2 separate regions of the Canis lupus genome follow, and region 1 is linked to region 2. Evidence: chromatin contacts called from public Hi-C data. All regions are on one chromosome and are shown on one strand. The core of a region is the stretch at or near the end of the contact, and the rest is flanking DNA. Distances in the headings are between cores, read along the strand shown. Region 1 holds the start of KATNAL1 (katanin p60 ATPase-containing subunit A-like 1). Region 2 holds the start of USPL1 (SUMO-specific isopeptidase USPL1).

Region 1 (5,339 bases), core at 353-2,852, 280 kb after region 2:
TGAGATGTGAGAGAGTCCATGTGTTCAGAGAGAGCAAGAACTCAGCCAGAAGTGACCCTGAGATTCTAAAACCCCCAGGGATTGTACCATCTTGGAGAGAACATTGGCCTTTCCACACGAGGTGGGAAAGGGACTTGAGTCAATTTTAACAAAATTTCTGTGGACAAGGTGACCCCGACTGAGAACTGGATGACATGCACAGTAAGCAGCTTGCTATTTTCAATCATAATTTCTCAAGAGACATTTATTGGTAGAAAATGACAGGGTAATTCTGCCGCCCCCCTTCCTCCGTTTATTTAAATTACTAGGTCTCATTTTCCTCATCTGCAAAGTCTGGAGATTGGACAGAGACCATCTCCGTGGTTTCTATTAGAGTCTACAGCTCTAATAACGATGTTACAGATGCAGAGAACAGACTGGTGGTTGCCAGATGTGGGGATTGGGAGTAGTGGGTGAGGAGGGTGGTCGAAGGGTACAAATTTCCTATTGTAAAATAAGTCAGTCCTGGGGATGTAAGGTACAGCCTGGTGACCAAAGTTAACAACACTGTATTGTATATTTGTAAGTTGCTAAGACTGATCTTGAATTATTTTTATGTTTTTTTTTTTTTTTTTGAGGTACATTCACCTACAGTGAAATGTGCAGATTTTACGGGTACTATTCCATGAGTTTTGACAAAGGCATATGCCTCTGTAACCCGAAGCCTAAGGAAGAGACAGAGCTTCTCCATCACTAGAGAATTCCGTCTTCAGCCGCACCCCAGCCTCCCCTCCGGCCACCCCTCTTCTGACTCTTACCACGAAGGGTTAAATAAGATTTAAACATTGTTAAATGCCAGTCTTTGTTTCACAGTGGTCCATCGGTATCGACGCCCTGATTTCTCCAAGGCACTGGGCACTAGACATCGTCTCCATTTTGCAGAGTAAGGCGTTCCGCATCCGGGAGTGAACTGCCCCCGGGGATCCGCTGCCCCGGGTAGGGGCAGGGCGGGAACCGAGAAGCGGTTCTGCGGTTTCTACGGTTTCTACGGCCCCGGCCCCGCACCTCTGAGAAGGCTGCTGCAGAGTCCACAAACCATCACCTCAGGAATAGCATACGCCTCAAACGTTCAGCCCAAATCGGCGCCTCTTAGGCGTTCTCAGACCTCAACAATCCGAAAGGCCGTACGCTCTACACCTTACTAAGGGACTCCTCTCCACCCTGCTCCTCCGAAAGCGGCAGAGGGTGTGCAACACTGCAAATGGGATTTTGCTGGTGGAAAGGCCAAAGGGGGACGGGCCGGCCCGGGCCCGACGACCTTTACGGAGCCCGGCGGCGAGACGCCCGGCGCTGCCTCCTCCGGCGCCACAGCTACCGTCTCAGAATAGAGCGGCACCGAGGCGCTCCGCCGACCGCAGCGGACCAGCGTCCGGCCGAGGGATTGGCCGCGGCCGCGGCAGGGCTCGTCGGGCAGTCCCCGAGCTCGATCAGCCGCGCGTCCTCCTCCAGGTCACCGCCCGCCCCTCTCCGCCTCACCCTTGCGCCGCCCTTCCCCCGCACCCGGGCGGGGTTCTCAGGCTCCTCCCCCGAGTTGACTGTGAGCCTCTGTGCTCCCCCCACCGCTCGCCTCGCGGCTGCCATGGCAACCGTACGCCGCCGCCGCCGCCTCTTCACGCACGTCGGGAACTAACGGACTCGGCGGCCGCAGAGGCCTGTGCCCTTCCCCCAACCGGGCCGCATCACCAACCGGCGGCCGAGCTGCGGCACCTAGGTAATGAATCCGAGGGAGAGGGGCGCAAGCAGGAGAGCAGGTGGGGGGGTATCCAGGCTGACAGCCCCACCCAGTGTCCCGCCGCCTAGGCGGTGCGGCGGCGCGGCGGTCGGGGCGCCGGCAGGGGAGGTGGAGAACAGTGGGAGCTCGAGGCTCGCGGGGCATTATGGGGATCGTAGTTTAGCGGCCCCGCAGGCTTGCGGCCGTGGCGGCGTGGCCTGGACCGGCGAACTACAAAGCCCGGCGGCCCTGGCTGCTGGGAAAGACCGATAAACTTTGAGCCTACCGGGCCAGAGAAAATCTGTGTCTTTGTGGTGCTGGGGCTCTTGGGTGGTCGCCGAACTGCGCTCTGCGCTGGGAAAGGGAAGTGGAGGTGAGACTTGGGCTTCCCGTCCTGCCGTTTGGCCCGCCCCGGTTAACAGCGCTCAGCCCCACCCCGACTGGGCTGGGCCACCGCCCCCGGTAGTCTCGGTGATGAGCAGCCGCCCCAGCTGCAGGGCCTCGGGCCTGCGGCGCCTCTGACCCTCCCAGGTTGCTGCTGCCGCTCGGTGCCGAACCGTATGTATGGCACACATTTGATGGGAGACCGAGAAACGGTTTTTTTTAACAGGCCTTTCTCCTTTCCCTAATACGTTTATTTTTAGATATTTAATCATGTTTATTCTGAAGTAGCTCGGAGGTGTTTGCATATTAAAGCCATTAATAATTACTCAGAGGGCATTAATATTTAAAGGTCAAGTGTAGAAGTAGAGACCATGCTATTATATAGTAATACCTTAAAAAAAAACCGTTCTGCCTTTTGCGTTTTATTTATTGAGGGTCAATATTGTAAAATGAGCCCCCCTCACCCCTACTTAATACTAGCTTGAACATTACCTACACATATTTGAAGATTAATTTAGCTTTAAATTACTAGTGATTTTTAAAGCACAGACTGGTCTTTTTTTTTTTTTTTTTTTAAAGCAGTGAGTAGTAGTAATTATTTTCTTTGATTATTTTAATGTTCTTTAGAATTTCTCGGTAGCATGTTTTCAGAATGAAAAATGCCGTGTTCTACTTAAAAAAAAACAAAAAACAAAAAACTCTGCAATACACCTTAGTCCTTAGAGTTGGCTCAGGCCTTGGTGGTAAGGAAGCCCACCAGATTTAAAAAACCTGCCTTGATTATCTTTTAAAATTTTTTCAACAGGTAGATAACGATCCTAGAAATTTGGTATTTTATAGAGTATGTGGAAAAAATTGATAGTAGAGTGGTCTTATTTTGTGTGTTTTACATCATTTTTTTAAAAAAGAATTTATTAGCACAAGCAGAGGGAGCAGCTGAGGGACAGGGAGAAGGAGGCTCCCAGCTTAGCAGAGCTTCTTGATTCCCAAGACCCTGAGATCATGACCTGAGCCAAAGGCAGACACTTGACCAACTGTGTTTTATTTATTTATTTATTTTTAAACTTAAAAAAAAAAAAATTAGTTTTGAGAGAGAACAAGTGGGAAGGGGCAAGGGCAGAGGAGGAAACAAACTTTCCACTGAGCAGCAGGGAGTCTGATGCAGGACTGATCCCAGGACCCTGGGAGCATGACTTGAGCCAAAGGCAGATGCTTAACTGACTGAGTCACCCAGCTCCCCAGACTGTGTTTTAAACAAGAAAATAACACAGCGCCCCTACAAAATTCCCTTTTTCTCAAAATAAGACTGGCTTGTAAATTTTACTTAAAGTACCAATTTTTTACAAGGATATGGAAAGTAAATTTTGTAAGACCATTATAAAAAAATTGAGGCCTTATTAGGGGTTGGAAGCATTTTATTTGTTTATTCAAGATTTGTTAAGAACCTATTATATTGGGGACACCTGGGTGCCTCAGTGGTTGAGCGTCTGCCTTTGGCTCAGGGCGTGATCCTGGAGTCCAGTGATCGAGTCCCACATCGGGCTCCCTGCATGGAGCCTGCCTCTCCCTCTGCCTGTGTCTCTGCCTCTTTCTGTGTCTCTCATGAATAAATAAATAAAATCTACAAAAGAACCTATTATATTGTATATTATGCCTGGTAGTGGGAATAAAAAGATGATAGAAGATAATCTGTGTTCTGTATGAGCAAACAGTTACATCATCACAATAGTATGATAGAGGTAGGTGCAAGTTACTGTAGGATCCCAGAGTGGGAATAAATAGTCATATAACATTTAACTGTTATTGAATACTTAATTTTAGTGAGGCTCCGTGCAGTATTTTGCACGTAGCCCATTATTTAATTCTCATAAAAATTTCTAGCTACTGTTATTTAGAAATGAGGAAGCAAACTAAGAGATCTTGTCCAGAGTCATAGGTGATAAAGTTTGAACCTGGGATTTCAACTCAGGTGGGGTATAACTCATTTAAGTCATGATCTCAGCCCCTGATGCCATTCTCTGTACCCATTGGTAGAAAGATTCTGACCCTAAGGAGATTAGGGGAAGTTTCCAGTATGGTGTGACATTTGACTTGTGTTAAGAAAGTTGAGTAACCTTTCAATGGAAGAGAAGATGAGGAAAGTCATTTTAGGCAAATGGCAAAGGATAATTTCTAGTGGTTTGTGTTTGCAGAACCCTAGGTCTTTCTTATACCTCAGTCCCAGAGTATGAGTACTTGCAGTGTAGTGGGTGGAAGATGGTAAAGTACTTGGTACCATGATAAAGAGTTTGGAAGGTTTTTTTTTTCAACATGGGACAGCCATCAAATTTCGAATGGAGTAGTAGTGGTGTTGTCGGGTTTGTATTTTAGAAAGATAACTCCAGCTGAAGTGTGGAGAATGGACTTTGAAGAGGGGAGATCATGTGGGGAAACTGGTTTTAGTGGGGGAGAAAGTACAATAGAAAAATGAAGAGTCTGAACTAAGTAGTTGGAGTTATGGAAAGACAGGGATTGTAGAAGTATTTAAGGGATAAAGGGATAAGTATTTAAGTATTAAGGGATAAAATTGATAGCAGCACTTTTGGGGTGTGTACGTATGTGGGACCGTATGTGAGCGAGTGGGACCATGTTTGAAAGGAAGTGGGAGAAGTGCCCACGAATGAGACTGAGAGGTTGGGAGGCAGAGAAGAAAAATTAGAGTGAGTGTGCATAACGAATGACAAAGGAGAGGAAAGTAAGAAGCAGAAATGGCCTGGGTTATCATGTGTCTTGAAGAGCGCAAGTAAGGTAAAGATTGAAACTTTTTTTTTTTTTAAGATTTTTATTTATTTATTCATGAGAGAAAGAGAGAAAGAGAAAGAAAAAGAAAGAGGTGCGGAGACAGGCAGAGCGGGAAGCAGGTTCCATGCAGGGATCCCGATGCGGGACTCAATCCTGGGTCTCCAGGATCACTCCCTGGGCTGAAGGCGGCGCTAAACCGCTGAGTCACCCGGGCTACCCGATTGAAATATTTCTAATGGCACAAAATCCATTTTCCTCCTTTAGGAAAATCTTTCTAAACTTCTTTGCAAAAATGAAAAGGAATGTGAGCGTAGGCTACTTGAAAAATAAGTTTAAATTTTTCATGGTATTACATATACAAAAGAAAATAGAATAATGAACCCCCTATGTAGTTGTCACCTACCTTGAAGAGTGAACACATAAC
Region 2 (5,543 bases), core at 2,379-4,878:
GTTTAAGTCTCAAAAAGAGGAGGAAAAAAACCAACTTTGCACTGAGGCAAAAAATAAGTTCACTAACTTTTCCCAAATACCCCACCATGTGGAGTGAAGAAATCCCTATATCAGTCCCTGGTCCAATCACTGGCAAACCATTTCCAATCTTCGGGAAATCCATCATTCCGAGTCATTGGCTAATTTATGTCACTTGAAACATGTCAATATCACTAAGGATTTTTTCAATGAACCCTGGAAAAAAAAAAGTCAATAGACAATTAAATAAAAATCCTATTTACTTTAAAAAAGAGCTATGCTATCTTATAAGATGTATATATACTAAATAAATTTGAAACTATACACCCCAAGATAAACATATTCTAAAATTGTAATCTTCAACTGAAAACCAATTACCTATATTTACTTATAAACCTAGTAAATTTGTTAGAAGATAGCAGACTAGCAATAAAGACAAAGTTTCAGACTCATTTCTATGCAAATTTATTAAAACTTATAATAAAGGCAAACTATTATTTAAATTAAAAATTATACTGATCAGAGTAAAAAAACCCAAGTTTTTAGAGTCTCTGCATAATCTAAAACAATTATGTCAGCATTATACTAAGAATGTATTTTAAAGACCCCACGTCTATTGTGCCATCGCTTGAAAGAGACAAAAGAACCCCTACTGCTTTCAACCACCAAAGTCACCAAGAAAATGCTATTTTTTTAAGTTTCCAACAATACACTAATTCATAATAAATGAACTGTACCAGACAAAAATATAGACATGTCAATAGTACAAATTATACGTTACAAGCTTGCTTTGAGTAATTTCATGGAATAGAATCACATTCAGTAAAGTCAAAATTATAAGACTGGAGCTCAGGATAAGGAAAAATTAATTATTAAGAGTAGTTTAGATACTGATTTAAAATACTGGGAAATCAGACACAAAAGACTTTAAAGCAGAGTGAATTGCCACTTAGTAGGTATGTTGTAAAATAATTTCAAGCAAGTCTTTCCCAAATCTAAGAATTTCTTTGACAACCACCTCCTGGGAAAATGTGGCTTTCGGATACACTTTAAAAACCAGTTACTCTATTCTGTTTCAGAAGTATAAATTTTACACATATTTCAAGCCAAGGAATAATTTCAAAAATAAAAATGCTTCTAAGAAAAGTGGAAGTGAATCTCAATTTCCCATTCCTGAAGAAATATTGCTAAAGGCAGGATTTCTCAACCACAGCACTGTAGACATTTTAGACAAGATAATTCTTTGCTGTGAGGGCTGTCTTGTACACCGTAGGATGTTTAGCAACATCACTGACTTCTACCTACTAGATAGTTAAGTGCCATTGGCACTCCTCAGTTGTGACAACCAAGAAAGTCTCCAGACGCTGCCAAATGACCCCTGGGAAGCAAAGCTGTCCCTCTGAGAACTCCTGCCAAAAACATAAAAATAAGTTTGGTACTAACTTCTACTTCTTCAGTTCCTCACAGACAACACCAACTTATTATTTTTGGTTGGCTCTATCTTTAATGTACTTTAAAAAGGGAACTATAAAGGAAAAGAGTCAAACTGCTTATGGTTCCAGAGTGGCTCAAAGCATGGGCTTTATAACTGTACATCTGGGTTCAGAAATTTGTAAAACTGCTTCGTACTAACAATTTAATACAACAAAATATGTAAAATGCTTAGTACCTGAACAGACAGTATATTTTAACTCTTTATTCTGTGCTAATTTTATATTTCACTGTATGTAGCAAACATGCTGTTATCTTATAATTCTGCAGGATTCTCAAAAGAAAAATCAGTACTTTATGTATTCTGAGTAAAATGTTTCTGATGAAAATCTCTATCTGCCTGAAGGAACTAGAGAACTTTTTTGGCCTGTTTTATCTCTCAATTATAAAAGTAAAACGTAAGCCTTCAGATCGGCTCTGATCCTGATCTCAGCAGCCAACATTTCAACGGGAAAAGCAGACAGGTAGTTGAAATTCTGAATATGCAAAACCCCACAAAAGAAAATTCATTTAAGAAAATATCAAGAGGTAAGCTGTCCAGGTCTTCCAAAAACAATTTCGTTTGTCTTTTTACAAAAACCCTGGAGTGGTTCTTACAGGTTAACTTGCCCTCAGTGATGGTCTTCATTGTTCTCCCTACCAAAGTAACCTGATCCTTTTTCTTGTATCCCACCTAGATTTTGCTATCTTCCTCTCCGTAAACACACAGACTAGAAAATAGAAAATTTGAGTGGTTGTCTAAACTTTCACTCCCCACTTGTTCATGCAGTAAGTCACCAAATTCTGTGGACAGTTCTTTGGAAGCCTCAAATCCCCCCTCTCCAAGCCATCCTCACTCTATCACTGCCAAAGTGACGCTTGTAATAAGTCCGAGGTCTGCCAACGGCTCGGCTTAAATTCATCTATTTACTCCAACATCCAATGGCTCGGCTTAAAGTCATCTATTTACTCCAACCTGATTATGGAAAATTCCAAACAGCTCAGTATGAACCTGAGGATCATACTATGCATATTGCCTACTACGCTCATTGCACTCGCGACCAACCTCGCTCTCCAATCTCACCATGCTCTACTCCACTTTACCCTCAGCACCTTTCTCCAGACGCCCTTTTTTCATTACTCCCGTAAGCCACGGATACTCCCGGACGCCGACAGTGCACTACTTAGCCTCATATGAACTCAGTTACAGCACAATGAAATGTGTAAAGCTGGCCCTGGGAATGACGAAAGCCATGCAATTAAGCTTGTTTCCCAGTCCCGTGCGCACAATGGGGAGACCCAGAGAACCAGCTGCTCCGAGAAGAGCCTTAAGCCCATTGAGTTTGCACACACCCCTCCGTCTCCCCGCCAGCAGGCGGGCTCAGCACAAGAATTGGCTAAAAGGTAAAGCCACAGCAGACCCGAAGCCGAGGAAGGGGGTCGAGGGTCGGCTTTGGGCGCCCGGCCCGGCACCGAAACCCAGCCGTCCGGAATCCTAGACGCACAGGGCCAAGGCACGTTGGTTTCAAAACCCAACCTTAGAAACCCGGGGAGGCGCAGGGTTCGTTGACCCTCCCCACCTCCGCGCTCTTTGGGAGAGCGAAAAACAACACAACTCTGGTTTCTCTTCAGCATTTACCTCTCGGAGCCAAAACGAACCAGTAACTCTGTAACTGCATTAGCAGCCCTTCCCCGCGAGCCGCGTCCCAGCCCCTTCCCCCCCCCCCACCCCCGCCTAGCCCACCTTTTTGGCGCGCCGACTGCCCCACAGGCGGCCCTTCTTCCCCCGCTCCGTCCGCCTTCCCGACTTCGGGACCCGGCGGAAACTACTTCCTCTCCTCCCTCACCTGCCGCGCGCACTCCCCTTCTTGGCACCAGGTCGGTCCGCACTCCCGTTCCAGCCTGGGTCCACGACACCCTCCGCAACGTTCAACCCACGTTCCCCTCGGCCCGCTCCTCCCCCACCGGCCTCTCCGCTACAAAAGCGGCTTCCGGTCTGAGTCCGCCGCAAAAGAGTTCCCCTTCCTGCTGGGCGCGGGGCCCGAAAGGACGTCAGCGAGGCGGGGAAGACGAGAGCGGGAGCGCTTCCGGGCGGCCTCTGCAGAGGCGTGGCTGTCCGCCTAGCTGTCGCAGTCGCAGGTTTCCGCTGCGGCGACGGCTAGGGGCGGGGCCGGTGGCTGCCGAGCCCGGCATCTGTGAGTGGCTGGGTTTGGGGAGGCGACGGTTCTGGAAGCTGCTGGAAAGCGCTCGAGTGGCGGAGGTGACGCCAGCGGCCAGGGGGTGGGGCGTGATTAAAACTAGTGCGCGTCCGGCAGCGGAGGGATTACGCTGAGGAGAGAGTCCGGCGCGCGCCGCGTCGCGCCCTGGCCCGGGCGAGCCCGGGTTGGAAGCGGCCGCGGCGGAGAGTGACCTGGGTGGGTGGGCGGGCGAGGGACGGGCTCCCTGGCCTGCAGAGGTGGCGCGTGCCTGCCGCGCCGCGGCCTCGCCGGACGGGCGTGGGTCGCGCGCGGCCCCCGTACTCCGCTCTCCTAAAGCCTCGGTGCGAGCCGAGCAGCCACAGAGCGTGTGTTCACACAGGGTCACCACACACGGAGCTGCCCCTCCCTGTCTCCCCAAACCCCAGCCTCGAGGCCAGGGGCTTTTCTGCCAGGATTCTGGGGTGTTTCTCCTCCTTTCCTCCCTCCCAGATCTTCTAACGGTAAGGGGAGTAGCCAGAGCGCAGGGACGTTGCTCTCCACGACCCGTCCCGAGTGGTCAGCAGCCCGCCTGTCCCTGCTGCGCTCGTCTCAACTGCCCTGCCTTGTTCTCAGGAAGGGAGAATTCTCATTTAGTGGATAAGTGTGAGACTCTGCTTTCGCAGGAAGGTCATGTGGTTTAGGGGACATGGTGCCCGCGTGGGCTATTTCTGACCTGCGTTCTGCATCTTGGAGCAGCGTATTCGAGAAGTCCTTTTGGGCGATTGCTTTTGTGTCCTAGAGTGATACGTAGTTTCTGACCGTTTCTTCTTACAGAGTGACCACCGTTGGCATTTGGGACTGTGGGGGTATTTCTAGTGGTCTCAAAACTAAACTATATTCTGGAATAATGCTGGTAATTTTGATAGGACGGTATAGAGGACACAAGTCCTGTAACTAAGGAATTCCTCAGTAAAAAGGATTTTAGTTTTCGGTACTTAAACGACTGCATGTGGCCAAGAAATCCAATAGAGAGTTTGTTTTTCTCCAGACTGAAAAGCAGGCTGGTTAGGTTTTGTTTACCTTCTATCGTTGTACTTGATTATTAATATACTGGTATGTTTGTTGTAAGATATAGCTAGTTTTCTTTTTCAAATGAATTATGAAAATACGAGAATGTAGTATTTCCTTCTTGAAGTGATAGCCAAACTCAGAGTTTTTCCTGTTCACCGTTGCTGTTTCCATTTTTAGGATGGGAAACACTTTTTTTTTTTTTTTTTGTAATAAATGCTTGCTGAAGTGTTTGTCAGTTGAACAAAGATAATTCATTCGGTTAAAAATTGTAACTTAAATTTTAATATTGAGAAATCAACATCGCCAAACTGAATTTTGATATAATTTATAATTAAATTTGATATAATATAATGAAACGTTTGTAAAGTTGATTTATGTCTTTTAGTGCAAATTTGATTTTTTTTTTTTCTTGCCAGGAAAAAGTATGTAATAGTAACAGAAACAAAATGGATGTGGGGTTTGGGATGTGGAAAGAAAACAGGATTTTAGCATATGCTGAGTTTTGACGCCAGAGCTTTTCCCCTCTTGTAAAAGATTTAAAAAGTTCTGAAAGACTTGATAAGGTAAAAAGAATGATGGCATCATAGGACAATCCGTTAGAAGACCTTGCCTAGAAAGGCTCCTTTCATTTAAAGTAGCAGGCCCAGGTTGAGAAAAATAAATACATTTATGTTTTTTCTTTACTAGTGTATTTGAATGCCCCTTCCTATGTACACTAGTCCCAGAAAAAGAATTAAAGCAATCTCCTTGTCAGCAGTGTGGGACAGAAGTTTTATTTACCTGTTTCCAATTAAAAACTAACAATCT

The links. A called contact is a pair of places that touch in the nucleus more often than the background predicts.
Region 1: a contact with region 2 is called in a Hi-C map of blood, with 2.7 times the contacts expected there. The contact joins the promoter of KATNAL1 here to the promoter of USPL1 in region 2. A contact is called at or near these places in 2 of 9 Hi-C or Micro-C datasets (both in blood).

The regions. Positions count from the first base shown.
Region 1 is chr25:9,765,734-9,771,072 of UU_Cfam_GSD_1.0, forward strand. KATNAL1 (katanin p60 ATPase-containing subunit A-like 1) reads left to right here and starts at 1,603. Exons shown (of 12, transcript XM_038573356.1): 1 at 1,603-1,750. It overlaps LOC102155683 (a long non-coding RNA gene), which reads right to left and starts at 1,492. Exons shown (of 3, transcript XR_005378406.1): 1 at 798-1,492.
Region 2 is chr25:9,483,568-9,489,110 of UU_Cfam_GSD_1.0, forward strand. It overlaps USPL1 (SUMO-specific isopeptidase USPL1), which reads right to left and starts at 3,629. Exons shown (of 9, transcript XM_038573350.1): 1 at 3,336-3,629; 2 at 68-234. The coding sequence starts at 166.